2 separate regions of the Rattus norvegicus genome follow, and region 1 is linked to region 2. The links are chromatin contacts, called in public Hi-C maps. All regions are on one chromosome and are shown on one strand. Each heading gives the region's core, a stretch centred on a gene start, on an enhancer-like site or on the middle of the called end of the contact. The rest is flanking DNA. Distances are from core to core; before and after follow the strand shown. Region 1 holds the start of Nab1 (Ngfi-A binding protein 1). Region 2 holds the start of Nemp2 (nuclear envelope integral membrane protein 2).

Evidence for each region. A called contact is a pair of places that touch in the nucleus more often than the background predicts.
Region 1: a Hi-C map of the A7r5 cell line shows a contact between it and region 2, with 5 times the contacts expected there. The contact joins the promoter of Nab1 here to the promoter of Nemp2 in region 2. A contact is called at or near these places in 11 of 12 Hi-C or Micro-C datasets (the A7r5 cell line, the Rat2 cell line, Schwann cells and 7 more).

The regions. Positions count from the first base shown.
Region 1 is chr9:56,542,692-56,549,305 of GRCr8, reverse strand. It overlaps Nab1 (Ngfi-A binding protein 1), which reads right to left and starts at 3,664. Exons shown (of 8, transcript NM_022856.5): 1 at 3,487-3,664.
Region 2 is chr9:56,369,717-56,375,937 of GRCr8, reverse strand. Nemp2 (nuclear envelope integral membrane protein 2) reads left to right here and starts at 3,445. Exons shown (of 9, transcript NM_001134642.1): 1 at 3,445-3,553. The coding sequence starts at 3,460. It also overlaps the pseudogene LOC134480288.

The sequences.
Region 1 (6,614 bases), core at 2,415-4,914, 170 kb before region 2:
ACATACACATTTAGCATCTCTGAATATATATTTAATATACTCTCAGGAGGTCCAGGGCAGTCCAGAAGACTCTTCGGGGACTAGCAAGAAATCAAGAGCAGCATCTCCCATGAGGCCTGACTTATCTATGCAACAGAGTCTGAACTTTCAGGTTGGGAGCTTTTGAGTTAATAGCAACCTCTTGAAAAGCATTGTGTGAAACTTACTGAAGATCTCATGCATCATTTATAGATGAAGGGGTATTAATTCCACTCCCTAACATCCAAGTGAGATCTGCTGCCCCCACAAGTGAACTTTTAAATATGAAGAGGACATTGGCCAGCCAGTTTCAGAGAGTAGCTCGGAAGCAGAGAGGCCTGGGAGAAGGGAGCAGTAGCCACAGCAAAGGAAGAGACTCAAAAAAGTGCCTAGAAAAGGAGGACCCTGTAGGACATGCAGATGTCTCACTTCCAATACTAAAATCCAGAACTCAAGGCTAGAAACTGTTTCCATGTGGTTCGGTTGCATTTCCTGGCTTAGGTAAGACTGCTGCATTCCCTGAATACTCATCAAGTTCTAAGAAGTCATCCTTAGACACACTCACTCAGAAGTATGGGGTAGTATTTGGGCTTTTGTTGGTGCTGGGGGTTGAACGGTCAACCAGAAGCTATGTGCACACTCCGCACAAGCTATACTCTCAAGCACACAGTGACAAATCTTAAGTCAAGACAAGTTCAGGTCTTACTGCTTATACAGCTATGAATTACACCCTCAGCTTCTAAGGGATTTATGCTGATTTGGGATAATTAAAGTATTCTTCCCTATGGATTCTTCCTGCAATTCTGAGTAGGTTTTTTTTTTTTAAACAGACTCTTTTAAAATTCAGCCCAAACAATAAGGGGTAGGTTTATAACATGCTTTTTTAAAATTAGGAGAAGGTAAATTGGACTTACTTGTCTATTAAACAGCTATATATTAATACCAACAGACAAACACCTCCACCACCACCAGCGACAGCTGGGAATAGTTCAGCCAATAGAGAAGGCATTTGGCAGGCATTAAGAGCATCTAGGTAGACTGCAGGCAACGTGTATACATATATGAATCTCACGGTCTTCAGAAGTTCCTTTGTGAAAAGTATTGACATACCATGTGAATTAACATACAGCTCCTAGATGTAATGTGCTGGAAAATGACACATTATTTGAAAGCTTAATGATATGTTTTAGCTTTGAGAATTCTCAAGATGAAGAGTAATGATTTTTTTTCCCAGCATCGGCTTCTGAAATTTCCCTATTGTTCCATTATTAAGATGAGGGTATCTCCTACTACAATATGAGTTATTGAACGTGTCAGATCAGAAAGGAAAGTTGCACTTACTATAATGACTACTCAAGGATGAGAAAAAGGAGGCGAGAGACGAGTGAGACCCCAGCGAAGGAGCTGGCAACCTTAGAGGATACTCAAATGGCTGCTTTTTGTTCTTTACTATGTTTGATAAGATCCACAGTGAAATATGAGCATGGGAGAGAGTTGCACATTAGCACCATTTGGAACTGTTCATAAGATGGTCACTTTCATGGAAGTAACGCAAATATATGATGGCCCTGTGGTATACAAAACACATCTGCATTATGTCAAAATTAGAGATTTCCTTTTTAAAAAATGCAACAAAGACATGTTTATTACAATGAAATAGCCAGGGCCCAACTCTAAGACAGATTTAAATCACCAAACACAAAACTCTAACACACTTGCTTTTATCCACCCATTTTTTACTCTTAAAATCTAGAGTGTATGAAACAAATTCTTCTTTCAAAGCATCTACGGTACTAATTTCAACAAACCATATGTTCTTAAAGTTGAAATAAAAGAGATAGGAAGTGCTTTAGCTGATTGTTTAAATAATGACAAGGAGACAAGCCTAGGCTTCTACAGGGCATGGTTGTTACTAACCAGTAACAAAAGAAAAACTTTTAGTTTAGGTTAAGATTATGCAAGATTAATCATTTACTTATTTGATGGAGTTTATTATTATAATAGCTCACTAAAAATTTCAGTATCATCTATATCAATCTTAGGAATTTGTCATCCGAAACATATTCACATCTAAGGGCCAGAATGAAGTAAAATATACAGTGCTTCGTGTGTATAAGTTTGTTCCTGCTGCCACTAATACAGGAGACTTGGCCTCAGGAGAGAAAAAGTATGCTCAGAAGTGGAATGGCAGGTTAAGCAAAAGATGGTCAAGTCAAAAAAAAAAAAAAAAGAAAGAAAGAAAGAAAAGAAAAAAGAAACAAATTAGATCCCTGGCGCTCCTTGAAATTATTTTCTTTCAAGATGTAATGTTCCAATATCTACACAGGAAACAGAGACGAGGAAGGCTGACCATGCTGCCCGTCTACAAATTCTCAACAGCATATTTATTAATCTGCTTGAGCTTAATGAAAGAACAGAATGAAATGTCTCAAAAGATGCAAGCTGGAGGAAGAAACCTTCGATGGAAGTCACTTGTGCTGGCACAGAAGCTGGGTGTGAAGCAGCCTTTTCAATCTCAGGAAGAGAGCCTCCACTCTGGTTGGCTATCCTATACATTGGATCCTATACATCCTCTCTCCAATATCTCTTCTTAAAACCGGCAGAGAAATTATAAATGTCATAACGTATTTGTATAAAGAAAGAATTTTCAAAAAGTGAATATTTAAAAAGGGTAATTCGCTGCGTGTACAAAACAGCGAACCATTTCGGATGTGACTAATCTATTTTTAAATTCGGTTCCTCTGCGCCTATGCAATCTAATATTAACTATTAAAACTGCCAAAATATTTTTAAACGAGATCCTAGAATCTCTTTAGAGATTCTGATCTTTGCACTCCGTAAAGTTGGCAGGCACGTCACTGGCAAACCAATCGGTAGTGACAACTTACTCCAAACCTGCTCTTTCGGATCAAATTGTAAATTAGCAGGCACTCCAAAATTCCCCAAGCCTCCCTGAGCCAGGACACGGTTCCTGCTGCTCGCCCGCCGCAAAACTTGGTCAGCACAACCTACAAACGCAAATTCCAGCTCTACCCGGGAGACTCCTTGCAGATCTCCCGGGTTGACTGTACTTCGGTGTCTGTCCCCATAAGGTCACACACCTGCATCCAAAGCTTCTCTGTCCTACACGTGTCTGCACATTCCCCACTCAGCCTCAAGGCTCGGCGACTCCGGCTTCCCCTGCACCTGGGTGCCAAGTTTCTGAAAGCCACTTCCAAGCAAAACTCTCCTTCCGCTTTGAAAGCACAACTACAGTAGGAAGGGGCGGATAACAGGAAGAAAACGGAGACTCAGCGGCACTTTTAGGAAGTCCCCGGTCGCCGCGGAGCTGGCACCCCACGCGGGCCCGCGAGCGCGTCCTCCCCACCCAGCCCGCGTCCCCCGCCTGGCAGGACGCGTTGGTCCGACCGAGCCAGGCGTCCGTGCCCCCCCTCCCCCGCTCCGGCCCGAGGCCCTCCCGGTACCTACGCGGCCCGCGGCTGCGGAGCGATCCGCGACAACGGCTCTGCCGGGCTCCTGCGGCGGCTGCGGCGGCCGGGACGCCCCCGCGCCCATCGAGGGGGGCAGGGACGTGGTGGGCGTGCGCTCTGTCCCCCGCCCGCCCCGACGGCGCTCGCTTGGCCGCGCGGGCGGAGGCTCGGGTGGAGGCGGGCGGCGGCGGCCCGGGGCACCCTCCCTCCGCCTCTACCGCCGCCCCTCCCTCGGCCTCTCCCTCTCCCTCCCCCGCCACCTCCGCCGCCCCCGCCCCGCCCCGCGCGCTGTCACATCGGGAGATTCCGCTCTTGCTCCATTCGCCGCTCCGGCTCCCGCCCACGCGCGGCCGAGTGACGCAGATCCCAGCGTGGGCGGCCGCGGGGCGGGGGTGGGGGCCGGCGGGGCTGAGGCTCGGCGCGGTCCCGAGGGTGGCCCATTCCCACGGCAGCTGAGAGCGCGCGGGTGGGGGCGCGCACGCGGGTCGGAGGAGCAGGCTTCTGTGGAGCGGCTCACAATGCTGCCTGCCAAGCCCCGCAACCCGGCCAGCCCAGGAGAGTGGGGGGCGAGGGGGGAGCGACACAAAACCGCAGGTGCGGCCTGTCCCGCCTCTCCCACTCCGCCCTGTCCCCACCCTCTCCGGGTCCTTGTTTGAGGAGGGAAACCTCTGGCCTGGTAACTTAATGCCATCCTTGTTAAGTCTGGAAACCTTGGGTTACTTTAAGGGCTATTCTCCGTTGTCTTCCTGTAGGCAAATGACACCATCAGTGCTGTCTTGAATGTGTCAAAATAGAATTCTTAAGGCAAGGTGTAGAAATTTTGAGCTTGGTTTGCATAAACTTTTCTAGCCAAAGAAAGTGTTAAAGCACCTCTAAAACTGAAGCTATTGCCAAAATGTTAGAAAAAAAAATTAAATCTGTTTTTGCCTTCCTTGGGGACAGGGGTGTCAAAGCAAAGATTTCAACTTTTAATGGTGTGTTCTTACTGCAATACAGGTAGAATCCTGTTTTAATGTACATATAAAAAAAGAGCTTTATCTAGTAGGCCGTCCCCACTTACTGGCTGGCCTCCCAAAGTGTGCCTACTTGGTTGAAGGGGATACAAGGCATTCTTTGAGAAAAGAAATTCTTCAAACCACATCTTTATGTTGCAACAATGGATGGGATAATAATATTGAAAGAAAAAGACCTTATTAAATAAACCCTTTTTTTTCTTCTTTTTGTAAAAACATGTTCTACAAATGAGTGATGTCAATGGAGTAGATATATACTTAAATACAAAAATATATAAGTATTTACATACTTAAATATATATTTAAACTGAAATATCTTCCCTGTCGGTGACGAGCCTGTCTAGAATAGTTGGTATTTTAAATAAAAATGCTTAGTTCCTCAAATTCTTCAGAAGAAATCACTGCCTAAAGTTTCTCCCACCACTCCAATTGCCAGTGTTTATGCAGCTGCGGCCCCTGGTCAGTGAAGAGAAATTAGATTTGGGTGGTTAAAGTACAGTCAGGGCTACTAAGACAATTTCTTGGCTGGCTAATGAAATCCATAAAATTCTTCTAATTCCTCATTGGGAACTCGGATGGCTTGCAAACATTGTTGGTTCTGAAAAGCCTCTGGGGGAGGTGTTCATGTAGCTTTATGCAACCTCGTGACTCATGAACTTGGTGAGCTCACCTGCGCTACACAGCCCTCTCTGGAACTGAGTCCAGTTGGCATAACCAGCATGCTATGCTCTGATGGGGTGGACCTCTGCCGTGCTGCAGGCTATAAGGACAAGGAAATGTGTCTGGAGCTGGTCCTTTCTACAACTAACCACTTAAGTCTTTCCTTGTTTATTTTCTGGGCACATTAGATAGCGTGTTCTTCCCACATTAAGAATGGCATTCTGGGCCCACTTTGCTTTGCTTAAATGCCCCATGGTTGCTGGGGGAGGTGGTGGGAGGAAAGAAAATGAAAGAAAAAATTGTAAGCTTTTAGGCATCAGGTTCTTTATGGGCACACTGTAGTCATCATGACCGTGGGACAGGCCTGAGGTATTGACCTGTGTGCGAGACAGGTTGGAGGAGAAGCCACTGATTCTGTGGCATGCCTTCCCTCCTGTCCCTAAGCACCATCTCCCTGGTCTCAGTGCAGGGTCTTCTACCTCCCTCATTCCTTAGTGGGAGGAGAGGGGATACATTCTGTAAGGTGACAATTACAGAGTGGGGTTGTTCTCTGAAGGCCCTCTGGGAGAGATTAGACAGTTTCAGAATTCCTTGGAGGCAGTCCCAGGCCGTTCTAAGAGAACATGGCAACACAAATAGTTCTTCTTGAGATCATTTGGATTATCTTTTGTTAAAAAAGAACCCTGCAGTCGCTTTGTTTCTTCTGGTTTGATTTTACCATAAATACCTGTATGCTTAAGTTACTCATTTTCTCCAGTACGTCTTGTTTAGTGTTAATTAAATACCAAAGTTAAGTTCTGAGGACACAAATAACCATGGTTAAACCACAGTTTAAACCATGGTTCTGTTCCCAGAACTTTTCTATAAGACAGCAAAAATAAGGAGAACAAAAGAAAGCCTGAAAGCTAAGGAACAGTGTCTGTTTCTCTTCAGTGCTTTATTTCCTATATTAACAGATTCGTAGACCAGCAACATAACTATCAGTGTGACCCTCCCTTGAATCCATGTCACCAATCCATGTCACCATGAAAGAGAACCAATGTTCTTTAAAATGGGAGGCTCCTGTCTCATCCCACATTCCAGAAAGAGCCTTAAGGATAGCAGAATATAGTTTCTAATCAACCTCTCTGTCTCTCTTTGTCTTTCTCTCTCTCTCTCTCTCTCTCTCTCTCTCTCTGTGTGTGTGTGTGTGTGTGTGTGTGTGTGTGTGTGTGTGTGTATTACATATGCACTTCTCTTCTTTTGCTTTTGCTGTGTGAGATTATTAATTTCCTGTGTTTTCACAAGTGTAGTTATCCTCTTTGGGATGCAGTATTCTGTGTAGTATCTTCTGTAGGTCTAGATCTGTGGAAAGATACTTACAAATTGATTTTGTCATAGGATAATGTGGTGGTTTGAATACGCTTGGTCCTGGGTATATCACTATTAGGAGGTATGGACTTATTGGAGAAGG
Region 2 (6,221 bases), core at 2,196-4,695:
TGTATATACAAAGTCACCAAATCCGTTGCCTCTCATAATTGGTGAATCAGGATAATCAAATGTGTTTGTCTCCTCAAGTTTGTAAATAGCTTACACCATGGGATTTCAGTTATTCTCCAAGCCACTAGGAGAAGCATCGATAACTGGAGATGCTTTGGTAACTATAGATGTTAGCAAATTGGAAAGCTTATTTCAGATACTTAAAAAATTTATGTTCATCCTTATATACTTGCTTTTGTTGCTTTATAACCATTTCTGGTACCAAAAATCTGTATTAGTCAGGGTTCTCTAGAGGAATACAATTGACAGAATGGCTCACTAGGTGGCGTCTAGTTCAACAATTGCTGTTTATTAATGGGAGGTCCAAGAATCCAGAAGTTATTCAGTCTATGGGGATGGATGTCTCAGTTGGTCTTCAGGTAAGCTCTAATAACAGTAAAGGAATGGACTTAGCAAGAGGAGTCAGGTAAAAAGCAAAAAACAAAAAACAAACAAACAAACAAACAAAAAAACAAGCTTCCTTCTTCTATGTCTTTTATATACCTTAAAGTCAAGGGTGTGGCCCAGATCAAAGTGGATCTTCTCACCTTGAAAGATCTGGAGTAGAAATATGTCTTCCCACTTCAAATGATTTAAGAAAAAGTCCTCATAAGTGTACACAGCCATTTGGATTTTAATTAATTTCCAATGTAGTCAATTGACAACCGAAAGTAGCTGCCATAGCCAGGGATATTAAATATTTATTGTCAATTTATATTTTTACCTTTCGAGACAACCTACAAGACTCACTTCATCTCTACTAGTTGGGGCTTGGGTTTAGGGCTTTTCAAACACTAAGCAGTTTTGTTCTGAGATAGTTTTTGGGTCTTCTGCCCACCACCATGGAGAAGCCATCAGAGAAAGTTGACTCAGCTGTGGACCCAGAAACCCCTCAGACGAAAATGAAGAGGACACATCCGCTGATTCAGAAGTCCTACAACCAGAAACACTAATAAAAGTCATGAAAACGCTAGCCCTGAACCCCAGTGCCAAGCGGTCAGCACATCGTCGCAGCCTCCGTCTCCGGATTCAGAGAAGACCTGTGGAGAACAGAAGTGAAAGAATTTCGAGGGAAGTTCAAAGCGCCTTTCCCAAGAGAAGGGTCCGCAAGTCTTTGTTGTCCGTTCTGAGAGATCCTATAGCAAGGATGAGAAGACTTGTTGGGATTGAGCAGAGACAACACAGGCTGGAAGGAAATGAGTAGAAAGGGAAGAGTGTGCCATTCAGACGTTACTGCACCTTCTGTTTGGATTCATGTGAATGATTAAATTTATCCAAAGATTGGAGAACTAGTCAAAGCATTCTGTGAACTTTAGAAGCCTCAAGCCCAGGGCTGAGAGGCAATGTAACTAGTATTTGGAGTAGTTTGGTTTAGAAGGTAATTGGAATAGATCTCTGAATTTTCTAGTTTGCAGAAACTTGTAATAAAGGCAAGTTTATTACCTTTAATAAATACCCAGACAGATTAGAATGAGCCGTTGGAGATGGGGGATTTTTTTTTTTTACGTATGTATGTGTGTGTGCACTTGTGATGTCCAGAGCTTGATGTGTGCTACCAGCCCTGCTTATTTCTGTTTGAGTCAGGTCTCCATGAGGCCTAGCTGGTCTCTTAACTCCTGGTCTCTTTACTCCTGGTCCTGCCTCTCTGTTTTCCAATTAGGCTTGTCAACAAGATCTGGAAAATGCTTGTCTTGATTTTGTATTTGTTCATGCTGTGTAATAAATAGAACAATTGGTTGATATATTCCTAAATTACACAAAAAAAGAAAACAACCTACTAAATTCATCTACCAATTTAGTAATTAGGTGGTTTTGTTTTTTAGAGAAGCCCTGTAAACAGTACATCTCTGCTTGTTCTCTGTCTACTGGAGACAGCTGTGAGAAAGTAAATAGTCATTTGGTCATGTGTTTCTTTCCGTTGCTTTCCTTAGCACTATCCCAAATTAACCAAACCAGATTGAACAAAATTGGGTCAAAAAGTTGTATACTGAAGGGACCCAGGGAAAATGGATAAAAGAAGGATTCAAATAATGATGGTTTGTTTTTAAAATCATCCCCTAGTAATTTCTTAAAGAGAAAATTCTGAGCTTTTACAGCCACATAGTAGGTATACATATATATGGGGCATTTGGTTAAAAACCTCCTTTAGAGAATTCAGACATTCTTTCCTATTTAAACCTTTAAGAAAAATTGAAGCTGGGCCATTAAAAAAAATGATTTCTATTACATTGAACTTATTGCTGTTAGTGAAAGACTGGAGGAATTAGCGAAAGGAACACAATTCTTATTCTAGCTTCGTGTGCTCAGAGGAAAGTTAAATAAGATCTCGTGTAGCCAGACTAGCTTTGGATTCCGTATGCCACTGAGGCTCGCCTTGACCCATGATTAACTATCTCTCAAATGGTGGGATTACAGTCCACTGCCACCACACCCTTCTTTCCTGTTTCATGTATAGAATAGTAAGTCACATTGAAAGGTTTCCAGAGACCAAAGAAGGCTTGTTTGTAACATAGAACTATCTTGATTGTCAGTATTCTGTGAGTCTCTTTCTAGGAGAGAATATGCTTTTGTGGTTGGTGGCGGCTGTCTCCTCTTCCAGGGTGGTTTCCTGTGGGGCATTCCAGTTTCTCGGATACTTCTGTTTCAGTAGGCTGGCTTCAGAGTATTGCCATCTCTGCCAGGCTGGTTATGCTTAGAACACTCACTGCATCTTTGAATTTTTTGAAATACAACCTCGTTTTTAAAAGAAGGTTTATCTTTTAATTGAAGTGTATGGGTGCTTAGCTTGTGGATATGTCTGTGTACCATATGCCTGCAGAAGTCAGAAGAGGACAGTGGATCCCCTGAAACTATAGTTGCAATATGGTTGGGGCTGCTGCCACGTAGATGCTGGGAACTAAAACATGGGTCCTCTGGAAGAGCAATAAGTGCTCTTAAGCACTGAACCATCTCTCCAGATCTCTTTTAAAGTGACCCTTTATTAATAGTGAACCCTTTTGCTTTTTGAAAGGTACTGTGTTCATGAGCTTAGATACAATTTATTTAAGCATCAAACTTCCCAATTTTTTGCTATTTTATAGAAAAGGGAGAAAGGGGAGGGACAAACAAACAAGCCAGGCTTTTATTTAAGTGGGGTTTGCTGGTCTTATTTCTGAGAGGCTGCTTGTGAAAGGCCTGCCTTTTTGGGTGGCTGGCACCAGAACTCTGAGAGCCCTGCCTCTGTTTTAAACTGCCCGCCAACTCTGCACGCGGGCGCTGGAGCAGGAAGCAGGAAAGCAAGTGAGTGCCCCCTGGAGGCCACTGGGCGAGTCGCGCGGAGGACCGCGGAAGGGCGGGGCCGAGGCCGGCTCCGCCCCCGCTACTCTTACCTCCGTTTTCCCGCCCAGGGTCCGCTGCGCCACTTCCGTTACACTGGCCGTGATGCCCCCCGGGTCGTGGTGGCTGGTGCTTTGGCTGCCGCCCCTGGCCACGCTGCCAGCGGGTGCGGTGCCCCAGGAGGAGGCGGCAATGTCAGGTAACCTCGGCTCCGGGCGGGTGGCCTCCCTTCGGGGCCGCAGGGTCACGCGTGGGCGCGGCCAGGTCCCGCCCCTGTCTGTGGGCATCCGGATGCTTCAGGATTTGATTTGTTCAGGATCACACCACTGGACACCCGCACAGTTGGCCACTTGGCTGCAGATTGTGTGTGAAACCTTACATTATCCGTCTCCAGTAATCTCATGAAGGATAGATAAAAGCTTCAGAATGAAACTGGGATTCTGTTTCTGATTGGCTGCTGTGACTTGGGTATCTGGTCATATGCAAAATACTGTTGCTGCCTCAGTATAGAACCCGGTGCTTAGGAAGCCTCTGGGAGCTGCTCAGACTGCTTGGAGGGCTTAAGATTCTGGCTTAGAAAGTTGTAACTGCAAAACGCAGTCTCCAGGAGTTTCACATTTATTTCTACCATTCATCATATCCTTTAAAAGATCACTTGTGTGTAGTCTTCATTACATGGGTCACTCATAGACTCAATGGAGACTGTCAAGATAAAAACTTAATTGGATAATCTCCGGACACCAACAAACCCAGTAGGGTGTCCAAGACTGAAACAGAGAATGGATGTTCAGTGAGCAGTTATTAGCTTCTCACATACCTTGCAGCGAGTTATACCGTAGGAGACTGTGGTCACCTTCTCGTTGGACAGGAATGTGTTGGTAACTATTCTGTGCTATGCAGGGCTGAATTGCTCGAAGTGGAGTGTCTTATACTGACTATCCATATATGTCCATTTTACATGCTACAAAGCAAAGACTTAGCAGTGACTATGATAGGTACTTGGGAAAATATAAAACCATTTGAGGAGGAGGACGCCTGGGCATGACAGCAGACTAGTAGAAGAGATGCATTGTTGTAGGGATGCATTTAGAGCCTTGGGCTGTTGGGCAGTTGTTGGATTTAACATATGGAGGCATATTCTCTATCGATAGGCAGGTATTCTTTATAGACCAGAGTTTTCTCATCAGTAAAATGAGATTTCAATATTTTCCTCTCCTTTTATTTGCTTCAAGGAACCCAGTTTTTCCAGTTTTACTGCTATTGAAATGGGTCACGTTATGGTCCTAGCTGGCTTGGAGCTTTCTATATAGACGAGGCTGGCCTTGACTGTTCAACAATCCTGCCTCCACCCACCCAGGGGAAGTGTTTACAGGCCTGTGCTGGTGCACCTCGCTCAATAGTCCTCAGTTGTGTTAAAGACACGTGTAAATGTTCACCAGGACTTTTCTCTCTGAGATGTGTAAGATACCCAAGTGATGATAAAATTGCAGTTTACAGCTGAGAAAAATGGCAACTTCTGCCTTGCCATTCCAGATATTCCTTAAATGCAGGTAGGAAGGGGTCACTGTCCTGTAGTGTTCGGTGATCAGCTAGGCCTAAGAACTGCTGTTACTGTGAAAGCTGTGGTTTTACAAGGAGCTTGTGATGAGACAGTTGGACAATAAATGTTCACACTCACAGGAAATGTATTTTTTTTTAAAAAAGCACTGCAGGTGACTGCCTGAAAGCCGTACATTTCCTGTGTGTGTGTGTGTGTGTGTGTGTGTGTGTGTGTGTGTGGTGTGCATATTATATATCAGAGCAAGAGATTTATAAGTCAGAACAAGAGCTAGACAATTATTAAAATTCAGTTATAATTAAATATTTTGGAAAAAATGATTTGAACTTGCATATTTCTACTTTGAGAGATGTTTTACTTAATATTTTCAGACCTTGGTTGAGCCCAAAAGCTTGTATCCTCAGCAAGTGAAACTGAGTGTAATGGAAGACTGTGGTCCTTTCTACCACAGAGTAGGAGCTGCGATAGCATGGGGTCAGGGGTTGCCTCTGATGATGCCAAAGACCCTTTCCAACTCTGAGAATGTGCTTTGGGCATGGACCCGCTGCCATGGCTTGAAGAGCCACCATTTTGAGGCCAGCCCTCTGCTACCCTATTTGTAGAAAAGGCAGATACTTGTCATAGGAAACAGGTAGTTGTCTGAGGAAGAGAAAGGACAAATCAAGCATGACCCTGAATTTGAAAGCAGCAGGTCAGATCCATGGGAAATGGCTTCCCATGTTTCCACTCCAGCAAGAGGTCATCTCAGAGTCACGGCCTGGAGTTCCTCTGCGGCAGAGAAAATGTCTGCTGAACGTAGAGTCAGACCTGTGTATGTGCGTTAGGATGTGCTAATTTCGGTTCCCTTCTCGAGATACTGGAGAAATAAAAATCAAGTGTTATATTTAGGTTAAAAACAGCAAACTGGTGCTGGTACAAGAGAGATGTTACCTTATCTAGTTTACAGCTTTGAAAAATGTGAATCTAACAAAATACCAAGAAAAATACTCCATCTGGACCCATTCATCGTACTTGAACTCCCACAAGGAAAAGGAGTGGTTCAGTGAGGACCGCTGCAGTGCTCTGTCATGTCTCATGTGTTCCAGTTCTCGCTGCATTAGCGGACTGTTTTCCCGGGGTGCAGACTGGAAGGCTAGGTTCCCGGGAGGAATGCCGATGAAGTACTTTTTTTGTATATGGGAAGTAGTTTACTCTCTGCTTGAGAAGTGCTTGTGGTTTTCAGTTCAGAAGACACGAGAAGTAGCCTTAAGTACTGCCTGCTCCTCAGGTTTTGACTGAATATGTCTGACTAAACTTTTAAAGCTAACTA